2 separate regions of the Sus scrofa genome follow, and region 1 is linked to region 2. A link is a contact called in public HiChIP or PLAC-seq data. All regions are on one chromosome and are shown on one strand. The core of a region is the stretch at or near the end of the contact, and the rest is flanking DNA. Distances in the headings are between cores, read along the strand shown. Region 1 holds the start of LOC100625207 (probable ubiquitin carboxyl-terminal hydrolase FAF-X). Region 2 holds the start of LOC100624590 (ATP-dependent RNA helicase DDX3X).

Region 1 (4,261 bases), core at 1,737-4,236, 200 kb after region 2:
ATGCAACCCCTGGCATGGGAACTTCTACATGCCATGAGTGTGACAGAAAAAATTAATTAAACAAGAAAACAGCCAAAGTTTGTGCTTTTTATGTATGTATACTTTGGTAAAAATATTTACTAAAAAATAAAAGCCTCACATCTAATATCATCTATTAAGATTCATCAAGGGAGAAGAGAAGGTGTGAAGTAGGAGGCAAAAATAAGTCCAGAGAACTTTATATGCAGGGCAGAGGTAATGTACAAAGTTCATTTTTGTAGAGATTAGAAGAATTGCATATTTTTCACTTACCACACCTATCCAGTGTGCTTAGGCAATTAACTCACTCTTTTCTCCTCTTTTTCCCCTTTTTCATTGCCCTGAAGCATGTGGAGTTCCTGGGCTAGGGATCAGATCCAAGCTGCAATTGCTACCTGCATTGTGGTTGCAGCAACATAGGATCCTTTAACTAAACTGTGCTAGGCCTGGAATTGAACCTTCGTCCTGCTGCTACAGAGATTCCACTGATCCCACTGCACCATTGTGGGAGACCCCTTAACTTGCTCTTTCTGTATATTTCCTTTGAAGAAAATCAGGGATGGCAATACCTGTCTGGAAGATTTTTTAGAGTAATAAGTTTTAACAACATGCCCATTATTTGGAAACCCACAATTGATGGATAAATGCTTACAGGTGGACTGAAAAGATGAACCAATACTGCTAAGTGAATTCAGTAATAAATTACAAAATATTTTACCATAAGACTAAATAGGATTCATGCCAGGAATACAAGATTGTTTTAACATATAAACATCAATTAAGGATATTTATATGTTTATATGTTCTGTTGTGTGTTATATGTTACCTCAGTGGTAATGCACCTGACTAGTATCAGTGAGGACATGGGTTTGATCCCCAGTCTCGAACAGTGGGTAAAGGATTTGCTGTTGCCATGAACTGTAGTGTAGGTCACAGACATGGTTCAGATCTGGTGTTGCATAGCCCCACATCTGCAGCTCAAATTCAACCCCTGGCCTGGGAACCTCATAGGGTGGGGGTGCAGCCCTAAAAAGAAAAAACGAAACAAAACAAAACAAAATCAATTAACAAAATATACAATGCTAATAAGGACCAAATCCATGTGGTCACCTTGATCTGTGAAGGACAGCTGTGAGGGATGGCTTGAAGTAAGGTCTTAATTTTCTGCTCAGGAATGGAACCTGGGAAGCCTGAGTGAAAACCAGGAATCCTGCCCACTAGATCAGCTAGAGGCTGAAAGCAGAATTGCCCTGATTCTTCCTCTCTGTTGAAAGCAAGAATGTTTCACAGAGACAAAGACTGCCAAAGCAGGTAGAAAGGTTATTATTAGAGACATCTGCCAGAGCACTCAGGGAAGTAACCTATTTATGGAAGTCGGAAACAAAGAGTAACAATACACCCAAAGGACAAGTCAGGCTAGGGGCCTCCCCCTGAATGAAGAGCACCAGAGAGGTGATTTAAACCTCTCATATGGGACAGTCTTTCAGGGTCTTTGTTTTTCTTTGGCCAGTTGTCTCCTTTTATCTTTTTTTTTTTTACAATTTCAATTTTTATCACAATTATTTATTTATTTATTTATTTATTGGCTTTTTGCTATTTCTTTGGGCCGTTCCCGCGGCATATGGAGGTTCCCAGGCTAGGGGTCCAATCAGAGCTGTAGCCACCAGCCTATGCCAGAGCCACAGCAACGCGGGATCCGAGCCGCGTCTGCAACCTACACCACAGCTCACGGCAACGCCGGATCGTTAACCCACTGAGCAAGGGCAGGGACCGAACCCGCAACCTCATGGTTCCTAGTCGGATTCGTTAACCACTGCGCCACGAGGGGAACTCCTCATTTTATCTTTTATACCCAACCAGACCCAGGGGCCTACCCCATCTGTGCGCACAAATTTTGGCCAAGATGGCTTCCAGAGCAAGGACTTATGTGAAGGTTAATTGGAGATATTTTGAGCTGGCATCTCCTCCCTTTCTGACCCAGAGGGGTCTCTCTGCTTATATGAAGTTAGGGACTCCCTGACCCCAGGATATGAACCATGTGACCTATCCTGGTCTTTTGCCAGAGCAGGGCTTAGCCGCTCTCTGATCCTGCCATTACCACTGTTTAAAGTGTCCACAGAAGACAAATTCAAGTTATTCATCTTGTTCCTGTTGTTATTTCTATACTGAAGTATAGACAGATGGTTGGTTTTAATGTCTACGCTGAAGGCCATCTATCTCTTGCCTAAACTTTAATATATGCCATGTAAGATAACCAACAAGCTTTCCTCTTACACTTTCAAACTGGTGGTGCCTATCCAATCCTCTGTTCGTCCCATTTGTATCCAGGTTGTTAGGACAGGACTGAAGTTCTTGCAAAGCAAGAAAATATTAAGACGTAGTTCTGAAAGTTGTGTCTCAGAGATTTGCCAGACACGGAAGTGCTTAGTTTCAGCATTTTTTCTTCTGCATTCATCGTCTGTTTCCAGTACCCATTCTAGAAAAATGTGAGGGCCAATGATGTACTTATTAAGGTGTGTTAGTGGGGAAAGTCTCACCATGCAACAAAACCTAGCAATGCAAGTGAAAATGTCTGAGCATTACTGCCCTTCTTGCACAGCCTAAACATCACGCAGGCTGAATCACAGTCTGAATACTTCTTCTCCACTCTTTACGGTTTTCTTCTAAGGAACTACAGAACCGAGAGTACAGCAACACCCGGTGGAAGGGCAAACCGGACAAGCAGTGGTTTTGTAAAGTGTCTTTACCGTGTGGTCCTAGCACTGTTACCAGTTGTTCAGGATCAATGTGCCCGGTCGACACGATTGCCTTCCGGCTCTGGGATGGACCTTTTCCGAGTTCCGGCGGGTTGTGAGGTGAGGGAGGAAAAGAGAAAAAGAAGGCACAGCTGACTGACAGGGGTCTGAGTAGGAGCAGGAGGAGGAGCCGAGGGGCGGGGCTTGCTGGGGGTGGGGTAGGTGGGTCCACGAGACACGGGGTGGCGCTGAGCCTGGTGGGAGTCTGCGGCTCTGCGGTTGCTGCCGGCCCGGCGGTTATTTTATTTATTTATTTATTTATTTTTTTTTAAAATACTTGCCGGGTCCGCCATATTGAAGAGGACCGGGCCAGGCGACTGCCTGAGCCCTAGTTTCTGTACCAAGCCTCTTTCTTACAGCCTTTCCCAGATTGTAAGGGCGTTGCGGAGCTTTACAACTCGCTGCTGCCTCGCCATTACTGGAGGCGGCCCCTCACCACCTATTTTAGTGTAGGCCTTGGGAGCTACTCGATGCGAAAACACTAGGCCCAAGGAGGTGAAGAAACGGCTGTGGGCGATTCTAACACAGGAGGAGGCAAACTTAGGCTTGTAAAGATTGAAGCCCGTCAGAGAAAGAGGTAAGAGGGCAACCATGTGTGGAGGAGGAGGAAGAGGGAGAAATGCTTTTTTCCTCACCGTTGCAACCCAGAACCCGGCCGTGCGGGGTTTTTTTTGGCCCCAGTAAGGACTGAACTTTGCCTCTGCGTCCGCTTTCACGTATTCTGCTTTTTGAGAAAAGGTACCCGTGCTATACAGTGAATAGCCACGGACCGGCACTTTTCCGGGGTCAACATGTGAGTCTAAAAGAGGAGAGCCTTGTTTACTGTTTCTTCACTTCTCCAGCTTGGTCAGAGGCTTCCCCGAACCGGCTGGGCAGTAATTCACTGTGCTAGCCAGTGAGGAGCCGACGCTGTAAGAGCATGCTTGTGTTTTACACTGTAAAGGAAAATGGCTGAACGGCTCGCGTGTCCTTCTTTCGCATGCTAGCTACTGTCTGTACCTGGACGCTAACCGCCCCAGGTTACGGGCCTTAGGTCGGAGTCCTTATTTAACTCTAGACTGCTCCTCAGGTAGTGTTTGACACCAAACGCCGTCACTGATGTGGAGTGATTTGGAGTAGAGCTAGGCCCCAGCTACGCCTGGCCTTCATATTTTGACGTTTGCGCATCTTCCGCGATAATCAGAGGCATGAACAAGGTTTTTATACCATTGCAAACTATTGAGGGCTGAGGGGCAGTGAAACATGTTTTAATTAAGAAATCAGTCGTATACTAGAGTTTAATCTTTATGTTTTTCTCTGTTTCTACAGAAGTGTTAGCTTTATTGAGTTTCTTAGTGGTGAAACCTCATGATGTGAGGCTTTACATTTCAGTGGAACATATTTACATTTTTTTGCGTTATCATAGTTATTTTAAATTTATTGAGCAGATATTTAAGGCATTTTATGGA
Region 2 (4,529 bases), core at 1,525-4,024:
ATATATATATTCAAAAGTTTTCTAATAGTTTTCCTTAGCAAAAACTTTTTAATCACCAAATTAAACAGTTAACATCATTTTCTTGAAGCCACTGTTTCCCACTTTTAAGATTGAAAAGTATACCTGAAGAATGTTAGAGCAACTTAAAAATTCCTCAGTTTCTTTATTCCTTAAAGATTTTATGTAACCATTTAAATTGGAATAAATTCCTAAGCAGTAACACCACCACCGATTATTTAGTGAGTACTGTAGCATTTCTTACATTTAATCCTTACTACTGGAAGGCAGTATTCCTATCTTCCATTTTAGAGATGATTCTAATTCAAACAGACTAATAGTCACAAAGGCATCAGCTTTTACCAGAGGGGTCTTTAACATCAATTCCTACCTGTCCCTTTACACTGAAGAATTTCATTAATTGCAGGAAAAAAGATTATTTCATTATTGCATTTCATGAAAACTAACCAAACTAGTAGTGCAAAATTATATATCCCCCCAAAAAAGTGAAAGGGACAAAAAAACAAAGAATACTGCCACCTATCTGCAAAGTAAATTTGCTACACAACATTTACAACCACTACATTCAAAGCTGTACATTTTTACCAAATAACATTCACTATCAAGATAATACTCTTCAACTGTCACAACTTTTACATGTCTAATTTGTTTACTGAAAAATTCTAATTATCTACAGAGCACACGTTATTACGTGTTAAATGGATCCTATTACCCAGAAAATATTACTCATGTGATTGCTTGTACTGGTGACAAAGACTTTCAACTTCCACCCTCTCTTTAACCTATCAAGTTTCATTTTAACAAAGTGCTGGCATTAACTTAAACCTATCATCAGAAGAAAAATGCTTCTAAGATGAGTACTGTCAAATCCCTGCAAATGTATTACATGTAACAATAATATTTTGTTTGTCTTTTTTTTTTTTTTTTTGGTCTTTTTGCTATTTCTTGGGCCGCTCCCGTGGCATATGGAGGTTCCCAGGCTAGGGGTCCAATCGGAGCTGCAGCCACCAGCCTACGCCAGAGCCACAGCAACGCGGGATCCGAGCCGCGTCTGCAACCTACACCACAGCTCATGGCAACGCCGGATCGTTAACCCACTGAGCAAGGGCAGGGATCGAACCCTCAACCTCTTGGTTCCTATTCGGATTCGTTAACCACTGCGCCACAATGGGAACTCCAACAATAGTATTTTGGATCAGATAGTGTCATCAGGTTTTGTTTCACAATTCAGGAGTTCGTGTAATACTGTCTGGAAAAGGTTTATGCCCTAAATCAATACCACTCTTAAACGTTTAAAAAAAGAAACTGAAATAAGCTGTTAAGATTCCAAACGACTGGAGTTTTTCTGGAGGCAACACAGCAGAAACGAAATGGAGATTTCCCAGAAATGGCAAGCAAGCCTGCAACTTAAGCCTTTTTTTCTTAGCTCACGTTATTCTCTACCCACTTCTCTACACCGTAAAAGAAAAGGAATATACTTGAAGAGAACAGGCTCTTGGCTTTGCGTTATTTCTATTTTTCGTCTCAGACACAACCAAATCAGTAATACCAAGCTAATCAAATCTGCGCTGCTCACCGATTCTTCTGGTTATTTTCCATCTGATCAACTTCAAAGTTAAACGCTTAATTTAAAAACACAACACAGAGTAACACCGCCAAAAAACGGCACGGTCGGGTTAACGGCCATTCAATGACTCTCTGAATTAAATATAGGAAATAAAGCAATTCCAGATTCCTAACCTCCCAGGAGTCTCCGTGCCTAAGTCCAACTTCATTATACGCAGACAGGAGTGGAGAGAAGCAAGCGGCGGCCATTCTTTTCCTCCCCAGTATCCCTTTCCGGCTCTTCTGCGTCACAAAACTTTCCACTCTGGTAACAAGGCCTAGTCAGGCGCAACACTGAACAGTGATAGCCCAGAGGCAGGTGGCCCGCGAGAGAAACAAGAAAACAAAGTTTCACTTTCTATAATCAAATCGCCAGCACGCACCCGGTGGCCTAGAACATAAACGGTTAGGCGTTCGGTGAAAGCACCCAAGTACAGCTAACCATGCAGACCGAACAAAGGAGGCCGCCGCCATTAGCCGGCCAGGAGGCCCTGCCCCGACTCCACTGCCACAGTCCACCTTTGGCGTAAAACCAACGACACCTGTGGGGTTGTAATCGGTGCTATACAGTGTGACCCAAATCGGTCGAGACGAAACATGGTCGCGGTACTCGCACGTGGGCGCACCTGCGAGAGGGCGCAAGCACACAAAAGACGCCATTGTACGCGGCCCGATATAATACTTTGGCTAGATATAAGCCTACCGAAAAGAGCTACGATCAAATTAGTGCTACCAACGGAAGTTTTCCCACTCCACCTCCACCTGGTCTGCATGTCTCTTTTCGTTTACCCACAGTGTACCCACCGGAACCAAAGGAACCCAGGATAAGACGTGAAGATGGCAAGTTAGTACTCCGCCATAGGCCCCGTTAAGCCAGAGAAAGGGTCGGTACAGACAGCCTACTAGACAGGAACATTTCGGCTTACCTGCTGGTCCAGACCAAGCGCATTTTCCACCACCACATGACTCATGCCTGAAGAGAAGCGAGAACTCCAAACTTCCCACTTCAGCGGCAGCGCATCCAGATATTAAACGCCACGCAACGGACCTACACTTCGCCAAAATACAGTTGGTCAGGCGGAAATATACCCGCTTCGACCGCGTTACGTCAGCACGTAACCCGAGCGTTTTCAACTCCCCCGCCCCCCGATCCCTTTAAGGCTACCGTTACTTCTGCCCGCCAGCTAGCGTTCGTTTAGTCATAATCTCGCGGGATCTTCTGATGTTGGGGGGACCCTTCCCCCAAACGCTCTCAGAATTCGGGAGAGCTCTCTTTCAACCCCCCCTACTCCAGGGTTTTGGAAGTTGGGGGGGCTAGCAAAAACTTGCAGAGTCCCACCTTCATCCAGTTTGCACGTTTTAACCTTATCGCGAATATCCCCCAATCTCCCCCGCCCTCCTAGTTTCCTATCTTCCTCTACCGCTCTTCCGTCCCATTCTCTTTAAGTTGGAAGAATTTGAAGTTTTGTAAAATGTCACGTTCTAACACGCCCTCCCCCACCTTTGGGGAAGTTTCCGCAAAGTCGTAACTAGTCAAAAAGCCCTGATTCCGAGAAGATGGAGGGTCACTTGACCCCAGGCGTCGGCCGCGTTGGCCATTTCGTAGAGCTATCAATGGTGACTTGAATAGTCTCAAGGTAGAGGCGAAAGAAGAGGTGGTCTGAAGGACTCTGTGGAAGGTGAATGAGAGGGGCAAAGCGGGGGTGGGGGAGGGGGAAAGGGAAGCGGAGGGGACTTGGCCAGAAACTCGAGTGCTCTCCGGTTTCCTGACGGCGAGTGTGCGCTTGTAGCTCCTGCAGTCGCGTCACGTGGTGAGGGAATAATGAAAAAATTATATAGTGAATGACGCGCCTCTCTGGGAACATTGCTTCGCCCCTCCCCCACACTTTAGGCGCCCATGCTGCCTTAGTCTTTGTTTTTCCCTAGTGGTCTCTGTCTGCTAACCCACTGGGAACTGCTGCTTCTTAAAAACCCCAGGCGACTCCCAGGGCCCGATGGACCCAGGACTGTTGGCGGAATCAGCCTGGGATACAAACTCAAGTGGTTGGACCTAGGCTGTTATACTTAGGCCACGGCCTGAGTGGGCAATTCAGGGAAGTGGGCCACTGCCTTGGGAGGAGTCTATTTTTGCGGCTGTCTTCTACGTCCCTTACTCCGATTTAGTGCCGTGGTTCGCTCAAATGAGAAAATATGTTGATTACTTGGTCCCTGGTTTTAAGTGAGGGACAGCTTATGTGTAGATCCGTTCCTCAGTGAAGACAGAGGTTAAATACTAGGATCGCCTACTTCTGGGATTCAACAAACTACAAGCTGCAGTCTCAAAACATTTACCACACAAAACAGTATTCTGCTTTTTCAGATTCAAAACGTTAACATTTACATGTGTTTAGAACAAGTTGCTTTGCCGCTTTGCCATTTCTGGATATAAGCCAAGTTACACATTTTTTAAGGCAAATATTTTGTCAACGCTTTTACCACTCTGAAATTAAATTGACAGATGATATAAATTAAATGCACAGATGCACAGTTTCTCCCTCACACGACCTAAGTCTAATACAAATAGAAGGAAAATAATGTATAATAAAATATCTAATATGTAAAAATCCCACACTGCCCCAGTGAGACCAGTCAAGTGCTTACCCCATGTGCCAAGAATACAAACAAATGCATTTTCAACTAAGGATATAAAACTTTTTGGTGGTGATAATTTTTCCAAAATTGTGAAAGCAATTACAAATTTAACTTTAATTGCAGTATTTGCATTCCTGAGTGGAGATTTGCCAAAAACACTGTGTTTAAAATCTACCAATATCTTCTCTTTAAATTATAGATTGCTGTCATTGAAACAGAGGATGCACATCCAAAGATGTGGAGCTGTGACACTGTAGATGAAGTATTCTGATAAA

The links. HiChIP or PLAC-seq counts read pairs in DNA pulled down with a chosen protein or histone mark.
Region 1: an H3K27ac HiChIP or PLAC-seq map of alveolar macrophages shows a contact between it and region 2. The contact joins the promoter of LOC100625207 here to the promoter of LOC100624590 in region 2. A contact is called at or near these places in 2 of 2 datasets of contacts at active chromatin or transcription factors (alveolar macrophages and skeletal muscle).

Annotation. Positions count from the first base shown.
Region 1 is chrY:9,371,902-9,376,162 of Sscrofa11.1, forward strand. It overlaps LOC100625207 (probable ubiquitin carboxyl-terminal hydrolase FAF-X), which reads left to right and starts at 2,987. Exons shown (of 45, transcript XM_021080952.1): 1 at 2,987-3,390.
Region 2 is chrY:9,167,854-9,172,382 of Sscrofa11.1, forward strand. It overlaps LOC100624590 (ATP-dependent RNA helicase DDX3X), which reads right to left and starts at 2,775. Exons shown (of 17, transcript XM_013991065.2): 1 at 2,550-2,775. The coding sequence starts at 2,594.